Regions from separate parts of the Capsicum annuum genome. Here region 1 is linked to region 2. The links are chromatin contacts, called in public Hi-C maps. All regions are on one chromosome and are shown on one strand. Each heading gives the region's core, a stretch centred on a gene start, on an enhancer-like site or on the middle of the called end of the contact. The rest is flanking DNA. Distances are from core to core; before and after follow the strand shown.

What was found. A called contact is a pair of places that touch in the nucleus more often than the background predicts.
Region 1: a Hi-C map of leaf shows a contact between it and region 2, with 3 times the contacts expected there. The contact joins the promoter of LOC107839033 here to the enhancer-like site in region 2. A contact is called at or near these places in 3 of 5 Hi-C or Micro-C datasets (bud and leaf).

What each region holds. Positions count from the first base shown.
Region 1 is chr8:50,384,922-50,389,666 of UCD10Xv1.1, forward strand. LOC107839033 (anaphase-promoting complex subunit 5) reads left to right here and starts at 1,978. Exons shown (of 21, transcript XR_007043988.1): 1 at 1,978-2,363; 2 at 4,107-4,266; 3 at 4,348-4,469; 4 at 4,727-4,745.
Region 2 is chr8:50,259,795-50,264,488 of UCD10Xv1.1, forward strand. LOC107839035 (a long non-coding RNA gene) reads right to left here. Exons shown (of 7, transcript XR_007043987.1): 3 at 3,974-4,057; 4 at 3,680-3,793; 5 at 3,479-3,579; 6 at 198-3,307. Among protein-coding and RNA genes, the nearest start is that of LOC107839035, 8.1 kb to the right of the region's middle. Within about 2 kb of position 1,432, at least 5 of the 5 cell types and tissues checked have an H3K27ac peak or open chromatin away from gene starts, as enhancers often do. A contact at or near this core is called in bud and leaf, where this site is marked.

The DNA.
Region 1 (4,745 bases), core at 728-3,227, 130 kb after region 2:
ATAAGTGCAACCTAAGTGGATTGAAGAAATACTTGACAGCTACAAGGGAGACCAAAAAGTACTACAAGCTATCACTACATTAAGCAGCCATCCTGACCTTGAGCTGAACATATTTGTTCAACAAGGAATACTGAGATACAATGGAAAAGCATGGATTGGTAATAATGGCCAGCTTAGGCAATAATTAGTTACTACCATACACAACTCTGGGTTAGGAGGTCACTCAGGAGTTTGGGCTACTTATTAAAGGTTAAAAGATGTGTTTTATTGGCCAGCAATGATTGAACAAGTGAAGAAGTTGGTCCAAGAATGTGAAGTGTGCCAGAGGTGTAAAGATGAACAAGTAGCATATCCAGGCCTACTTCAACCTTTACCTGTTCCTGAGAAAGTATGGGAACATATATTAATGGACTTTGTTGAAAGTCTACCCAAATTTGAAGGTAAAGACACTATCTTAGTAGTGATAGACAAATACAACAGATATACAACAACAACAATAATAACATACCCAGTATATTCCCAGATAGTGGGGTCTAGGGAGGGTAGAGTGTACGCAGTCCATACCACTACCTCTAAAGAGGTAGAGAGACTGTTTCCTATAGACCCCCAACTCAAGTTAGAAGACAGCATACAAAAACATGAAAATCCTAGAACACAATAAAATAACAATGGTACGACATCCACAAAAAATTGCATGTTGCCAAACACAAGACCCCAAAGTCTACCTAAATACTGACAACACCTTAACCACACCCTTAACCCTCTATACTAATGTTATTCCTCCATATCTTCCCATCCAAGGTTATGTCCCCAGTCAACTGTAACAACTCTCAAGTATCCAGGGCATTCCTAGACAACATATATAAGCTTCATGGTCTACTTAAGAGCACAGTTACAGATAGAGATAAAGTGTTTCTAAGCAACTTTTGGAAGGAACTCTTTAAACTCTTACAAGTTCAATTATTATATAGCTCTGTATATCACCCATAGACAGATGGACAAACTAAAAGATTGAATAGGTACTTAGAGAACTACCTAAGGTGTATGACTGGACACAAACCTGAAGAGTGGTACAGATGGCTATCCTTAGTAGAATTCTGGTACAATAGCAACTACCATACGTCACTTAATGACCCCATTCAAAGTGCTCTATAGTTATGAACCTCCATAACTAAACAACTAACTTTTGAGTTAGTGGCACAATCCAAGGTAGACTCTGTGGATCAGATTCTCAAGGAGAGACAATTGATGGCGAACATCTTGAAGAACAACTTAATAAGAGATTAAGAGAGGATGAAAAGAAATGCAGACAAGAGAATGACTGAGAGAGAATTTGAAGAAGGAGATTGGGTTTATTTAAAGCTGCAACCCTATAGGCAGACTTCCTTTGCAGTTAGAAAAAGTCTCAAACTGGCCTCAAGGTTTTATGGACCTTACAAGATAAAGTAGAAAATTGGACCAGTAGCTTACAAGCTAGCTCTGCCACCCGGCTCAGAATTCACCCAGTTTTCCATATATATCACAACTCAAGAAAAAGATTGGTAATCAAGTGGTACCAACATTAGATCCCTACATTTGTTCTTCAGATGGTCAAACGATAGTAGAACCAGTTGCCGTGTTAGATAGGAGAATTATCAAGAAAGAAAATACTGCTTCCACTCAGATCTTAGTGCAATGGGCAAACCTGCTACCAGAAGAGGCTACTTGGGAGGACTACAACTTCATTCGATCACAATTTCCTAACTTTCAAGAGGCTTGAAGATCAAGATCTATTTGAAGAGGGATGAGTGTCACAAATGTCATTGTGACTGATGTTTTATTAAGTTTCAATATGTTAACCTAAGTCCCTTTAGTTTTAAATAGAAAACTTATTTAGTAATTGCAGAAAAGTCCTTAATGTAGTAAGAGTAATTTCGTTTAGTCCTAAATTGAGTTAATAGATGGGATTGCTATCATTGTATTACTGGTAGAGTTATGTTAGTATTCCTTTGTACTGAACAGGTTCGGAAATGATAAAATTATTACTCTTGAAAATTCCTCCTCTTTCTATTCTCCTTTTTCCCTTTTCTTTCCACTTCCTTTAAGAATTATAACACAAGTAGTCCTCCTGTTACAGTATCTATATAGTAGAAATAGAAACTAGCCTCCATCCGATTCGCGCGCTGATTCCCTCCATGTCCGGCGCAGCCGCAATGCCAGGGTTATCGAAAGCGGCAGGAGCTTTCACCATTACACCACACAAGCTCTCTATTTGCATTCTCATTCAAGTCTATGCTCCTCCCTCCCAAACCTCTGTTCCTTTCCCCTTCTCTTCCGTCGCTCAGCACAATCTTCTCGGCTCCTTTTTATTATCTCTTACTAAGGTACCAAGCATTTCTTACCTTTCAAATTTATTTTAAAAATGTAGTTTGCTTTTGTAGGTCGGAAATTAGGATAACAGGTTAGTTGTTAGTTGAGTGTTCTCTCCCTTCCCTGCGGGATAGACTTGGTGATCTTACTTGGACTTTCCTTTTTACCAGTAGTATTAGCACTATTTTTGTAGTTTCTTGAGCTTCAATTCGGCTTTCGCTGGTGTTTTTTGTGGGATAGGCTTGATGATCTTCCTTGGAACTCCCTTCTTACTGGTTTTTTTTCTGAGAGTCGATTACTGCATTATATCGTTTTTGTTACTAGTTTTTTCTCCTTTTTGCTGTGTAACACTCTCCATTTCACATCAATTTGATGTTGTTATTTCCCCCATATCTGTAACCGCTTTTGAACTGTTTGGCAGGCTTTATTTAAGTTGAGGGTCTATAATGTACTTTGCTTTTGTGGGTCTCGAATTAGTGTTGAAGGTTAGTTGGTAGTTGGTAGTTGGTAGTGTCGAATTAATGTACGCGGGATACGCTTGGTTGCCCTTACTTGAACCTCCATTCTTACTAGTAGTATTAGCACTATTCTTCTAGTTTCTTGCTCGTTAAGGTAGAAAATATTTCTTAGCTTTTAAATCTATGAAAATGTTGTTTGCGTTTTTAAATGGCGAATTAGGGTAAAAGGTTAGTTGTTAGTTGAGTGTTCTCTCGCTTCCCACCGGGATAGGCTTGGTCGTCTTTACTTGGACCTCCATTCTTACTAGTAGTATTAGCGCTATTCTTCTAGTTTCTTGATCTTCTATTTCGACTTTCACTGGTGTTTTTTGTGCGCTGATTTTCTGTCGTTAAGGTAGCAAATATTTATTAGCTTTCAAATTTACGAAAATTTTGTTTGCTTTTGTAAGTGGCTAATTAGGGTAAAAGGTTAGTTGTTAGTTGAGTGTTTTCTCGCTTCCCTGCGGGATAGGCTTGGTGGTCTTTACTTGGACTTCCCTTCTTACTAGTAGTATTAGTACTATTTTTGTTGTTTCTTCAGCTTCACTTTCGGCTTTCTCTGGTGTTTTTTGTGGCCGATTATTACATTATTTCGTTTTCATTACTGTTTTTTTCCTCATGTTTGTTGTGTTACTCTCTCCATTTCGGATTAATTTGTTGTTGTTATTGTCCCCATATCTGTATCCCCCTTTTTGAACTGTTTGGCGGGCTTTATTGAAGTTGAATGTCTATCGGAAACATCTCGATCTCTACGAGTTAGGGGTGAGGTCTGTGTACCTTCTACCCTCTCTACATCCCACTTGTGGGATTACCCTGGTTATGTTGTTGGTTTGCTTACTTTTCGAGTGATTATTAACTAATTGATTAGAAATTATTCAGTTACCATTTTTTTGCTGAAGTTTTTTCTGGTAGGACAGTAAGCACTGATTCTGGCTCAACTGATTCAGTTAAAATTTGATGCTAGCTAAATATCGTAAAAGAATTTTCCGGACCAAATAAAATTAAGGAGAAAAATGAGGGTAATGGTTGAAAGAGTTATTACAATGAAACCGTTTTGGTACGATATAGTGATTTAATCAATTTAGATACTATATCTTGTGTATTTAGTGAGTTTTTTTGGTGTGGAGAATATGTTTGAGGACTATATATCCACTGATGTGTTGGTAAAATGGTTGGGGTCTAAATCTCCAAGCTTAGTGTAGAGAATGTAGAGAATGCTGTCTGAACAAAGCAAATTTGTCTTTTTTTTTCTTTTAACAGTCGTCAGAGGATATTTTTGAGCCAAAGCTGGATGAACTCGTTTCTCAGCTTAAGGAAATTGGAGGTGTATTAAATCATTGGTTGAGCGACCATTTAGCTCGCAAATTATCATCGTTAGCCTCACCAGATGATTTGTTTAACTTTTTTAATGACTTGCGAGGTAATGGAATTTGTTGTTGCACTAAGTTTGTAACCTTCTTAACTTTTTATTTACAAAGTTGTGTGTTATCATTATGAATAGGCATACTTGGGGGTTCTGATTCAAATGTCATGGATGACGATCAAATCATTTTGGATCCGAGCAGCAATCTTGGAGTCTTTGTTCGTCGCTGCTTACTTGCGTTTAATCTATTGTCATTTGAGGTACGATCAAACTATTCATTATCTTGTCAGAAAGACTTCACTCTGTCAAGACAAGGGCACCAATGAAGCATAATGCATGAACCTTAAGTGTTATTCTTGTGCACTCATTGCCATTGTTGGACAGTTTGATTTTTGGTTCTACTTTTCCAATTCGACTTGCTATATGTTACTTTTTTTGGCTTGGATCATGCACAAAGTAATTCCACTTTTTAAAAAGTTAATAAACACATATCTCTGGATTGTTGTTCTCTGAGTAGGCTGTCTGTCATCTTTTGA
Region 2 (4,694 bases), core at 182-2,681:
AGGAATAGTGTACTCAATACACATACCTTGAAATGTCAAGAAGTATGTAAAAGTTGGAGCACACAAGTTATTTAACGGATATAACTAACATGGTGTCTAAACTACCTGTGAGCAGTTTTATAGACTTCAATCATTGAATCATAAATTGAAATTTTAATAGAAAACATTCATCAATGACTGAGAACGCAACACTTTACCTTCCCTAGACCCACTTTGTGGAATTATACTGAGTTTACCTTCCCTAGACCCACTTTGTAGAATTATACTGAGTACATTGTAGTGGTTGTTGTACATTCATCATTGACTGATCTTTTTCCCATGATTGTGGCATCTTTACTCTCGTACCTTAAGTTAAAAAGTATATTTCACTGGTAATGCCTTCTTCTCTGAACGCTTGCTCCTGTAACAGCTTTGCCTTCACCTGCTTCAGCAAGAATCATAAGGTATTTAAGATTGTTGATACTAAACTACCCCCAAACATAGTTAGTTTTATCTTGGCTACCTTGTATGAAGCATGTCTTACCCAACACAATCTCTGGAAAAGAAATATTCAGATTGTAAATAGAAGTTATATGTGCCATAGGTGGAGTTGGAGAGTGTTGAGGCATCTATTCTTGCATTGTGCTATAGTAGCTGACATATGGAGTATGTTTTTATTAGTTTTTGAACTTGTTGGGGTCATGCCAAATACTATTAAAGAAGCCTATGAGAACTTGGAGTTCATTGAGAGTTGGGAGACCCATTCAGATGTTTTGCTGGGATTTGAACTCCTAACCACATTCTTAAATCCAATTGTTTGGTCAACTTATATAGTTGGTTCAACCAGGCCCTGTAACTATTGTTGAACTTTTTTGGGATTATGTCTGCTCTTCAGTTATTCAGTAAGTTCTTGTATAGGAATAGACATCTTCTTTTGCTGTAATTTTTTTCCTTGCATCTTCTTGATGCCTCCTAACAAGATTTCCATACTTCATTAAGAAAAAAAGAAGAAAGAACAATGGCAAGTTAGTTGACATTATTACATCACTATTGTACCAAAAAACAGGCGTTGAAAAAAAGTCGGAAGGTTTCCGTTCCTCATGACATTACTCATAGCATTACCAATAGACCTCAAGAGTGCATCCTTGATTTACAAAAACGTAATTCTTCCCCCAAAGAAAGCATTGAAGGATGTAAAATTCAAGATCTCTCCACATTAACAAAGGAAGCCTAAAGAGTTGTTCGGCCGTATAAGCTTTAGGTTTGACAGCTTCAAATAGTTTAGGATATCCAAATCACAGAAAGGTGAATGTTTGTCAGAAATATCATAGTGTTGCGCAACCCTATATGTTTCCCCAACTAAGTGGAAGCACATGATCATGACCGAACATGAGCTGAGTGACGACAGTAAGCTTCCACTCTCCAACGTAAGGTAAGATACGACAAATCTATTTTCTCTTCTTTTCTTTTAGTTGATTTTTAGTCAATATAGACTTGGAGCCGTTGTCCAAGCAAGTAAAGGTCACTTTCAAACTTTTAGCAGCACAAACGGCGTAGATGCTCATATGTTGACAACTGATTTATATTTTGCAAATCCTTTTTATTCCCCGGGAATAGTCTAAAAACTATGCTACCAAGAATATGTAAACTAAATATATGGTGTAGGGAAATAGGAAAAGGAAGCATATAACATTTCAAGGACAAATGAAGTTGGAAAGCAATTGGACTCATTGTATTAGAGTAAGCAACTTTTTGGACTTTGTATATTGATTGGTATTACCTTAGCTTAAGAGCATATAAGAGCAACAAATAACATTTTTTCATTTGGAGCACTGAGAACAGTACTTTGTAAATACCGATTTAAAAAAGAGTAGTACTTTATAAGTTAGATCAAGTAGCAAAAATAGACGTGTGCCATTGACACATTTATGCAACAAAAAATGAACCAATGACAGAAAAACAATACTCAGAAATAAGAACCATGGTACAATTATTAGAATATAAACGAGCAATTACACAAGTAATTAAGGTATAAAAAAGATTTAAATCAGAATGGTAGGTAAATGCCTGTCACTTGTCCTAAATATTGCTCCAGCATTCTCCAACAATATCTTAAGCAGCTCCAACGCCACAATCTTGCGCCTCATTAACTGTGGATCTGCTGCGGCCTCCTTGGGTGGGGTCTTCATTGAGAACTTACATAAAGCCCTGAACACTAACAATGCATCCCTTCTCAAGTTATTCCGAATTTGAACCTCCAAATCATCATCCCTTTCTCCCTCCCCGTCCACCAGCTCTCCTTTTTTGCCCTTCCAACGTCATCTTATACATGCTAATCCCCCAATACTTCACATCCAACATATCTTTATCCGTGGAATCCAAAAGATCAGCAGGATTCGTCGACTCCACGGTTGATGTAGTTATCAAAATGCCTCATCACAAGCACCAGTAGGTGTAGCACTAACCCTCAGAGTCCCTGCATTGAAAACTCTATCAATGTCTTGCAACACTTTAGTTATAAACCCCTGAACAAACAATGTCATTTATCCATCAGCATCAGCTTTTTCAGCTGGTTCCATTAACTCCGTGACAACAATAGGCTGCAATGGCACCGTGGACGAATCTGCCTCCATTCTCCAAAAAACAATCACCAATATTTGTACCAATGAAGCCTTAGCCGTCGTCGGATTCACCACATTCTTACTCTCCAAACAAATATCATAACACGTCCTAACAACCTGCAACAAAGAATCCCCATGTATTCGAATCAAAACCGACGTCACAGCAGATAAAATAGACTTAATTACAAGCAATTCCACCGCATCATCGCCCAAATCATGACATTTACAAACAGACCCAATCAATTTCGATAGAAGCTTCGCATCTGGAGCCCAAGTGGGCTCGCTTCACCCCTAAGATAACCATGAGCAATGAGCTTCTGCACAGCATCAAGGGCAGCTTCTGCACAGCATCAAGGGCAGCTTCAGTAATCTTCAGATGACCAAAACCACAGCGTTAATCAAAGCGCTAAGAATAAGCTCCGAATCATTGAACGAAAGATCTAGAAGAACTCCAGGATGTGTTGTCGAATCGGGATCAGATTGAGCAGACGGAGAAGTAGGCGGGGTTGAAGACTGTGAGTTCGGATTCGGATTCATAAGAAATTCGATAACGGATTTGGGTCAAACCATAGTTGATGCCTCATCTCACGTCCACCACAACCATTGTACACATTTGTTTGAATAAGGTAAGACTGCCCTGTTCTGTTTCCCAAGAACTCAAAATCTATCTCATCTCTCAATGGCCTTGCCTCTACTTCTGAACATATCTGCACCCAACGTGCCAAAAAAAATAAAGGAAATGCCAAAATTCCCACAAAAAAGGACACCCAATGTGCTAAAGCTTTCGCTATGCACAACATCCCGAGAAAGGCCGGACCACAAGGGCCTATTGTACGCAAAGAAAAATAGAAATGCACAAAATATTTTAGTGAACTTACATAAAATGTTGTCACAACAACAACAGAGTCACCTCCTACTAATTTCAACTTTGTGCTAAACCAACCAAATCTATAGCTCTGCTTGGTCATGAATCCACAATCTAACATACCAACAACATGAAATATGTTCAAATTTCAAGAAAACAAAAAGATAATATAAATAAGAAATAAAATGCATTTTGTATTCTTGATTTTAGTTACCTAATACTTGGTCTAAGGTAAGACACCAGATCTGTCCGTCTTGAGAAGTCTTGAATTGTGTACCTGGACAACTTTTACTGAAGTTTTCTTCAAATGCGCCTTTGAATACAGCATCTGATGATGAAAAAAGGGTAGCCATTAGTGCTAAAACTAAGAGAAGAGCAACCATTGAAGAAATATATTTCTCCATGGTTTTTTTTCTCTTTTGAATGAAAATACGCTTGTAAGCTGGTAAGAGCAAGAAGGGTATGGTGTGTAGACTGAAGAAGGCACTGTACAAACTAAACCAATCACCTTGAGCATGGATTGGAAGAAAAGGTTATGATCAAGCTATGCTATCATTAGAGTGGAGGAGACCAAACCTTGTTCATATGACACCTGAAAACAGGAAAAGTAACAACACTAATAATCTTAGTAAATGAGATGATAGTAACAATAATAATATGTGCCGAGTCAAAAGAAAATACACAATCAGAAGAAGTGTTTGCTCAAAAAGGAATTTGATATCAAAGAGCTTGGGAAGACCAAAAATTTCTTTCAGCAAGTCAAGCACATGTTCTTGTTAGAAAGGAAAGATTTCTTGTGTATTTCAAATATATGGAGACAACGATCTAGATTCCTATGGATCAAAGATGGGACAAAAATACATGTTTTTTCCATACAAGATTGTCAATGCAAACAAAAGATATAACATGATTGCGAGGCTAAAAGAGGAGCAGAAAGTAATCAATTTCTATAGCAATCTTTACAAGGAGAATGAAAGGAGGAATCACTCAGGAGGACCTCCACACTTGCACTATGAAGAACTCCTTAAAAAGGAAGAGACTGCATGGAGACAAGGTCCTGACCATGATTGAGGGTCTCAAACACTTACCATTACCATAGATGGGTTTCAAATATCATTACTGTAATAGATTTCAATCGGGTGGCACATGATAACAGCAGATGTACCTCAAAACGGTTTGACAATTTGATAATTATCAAAGAATTATCGAAAATAGAAATGTGACTGTTG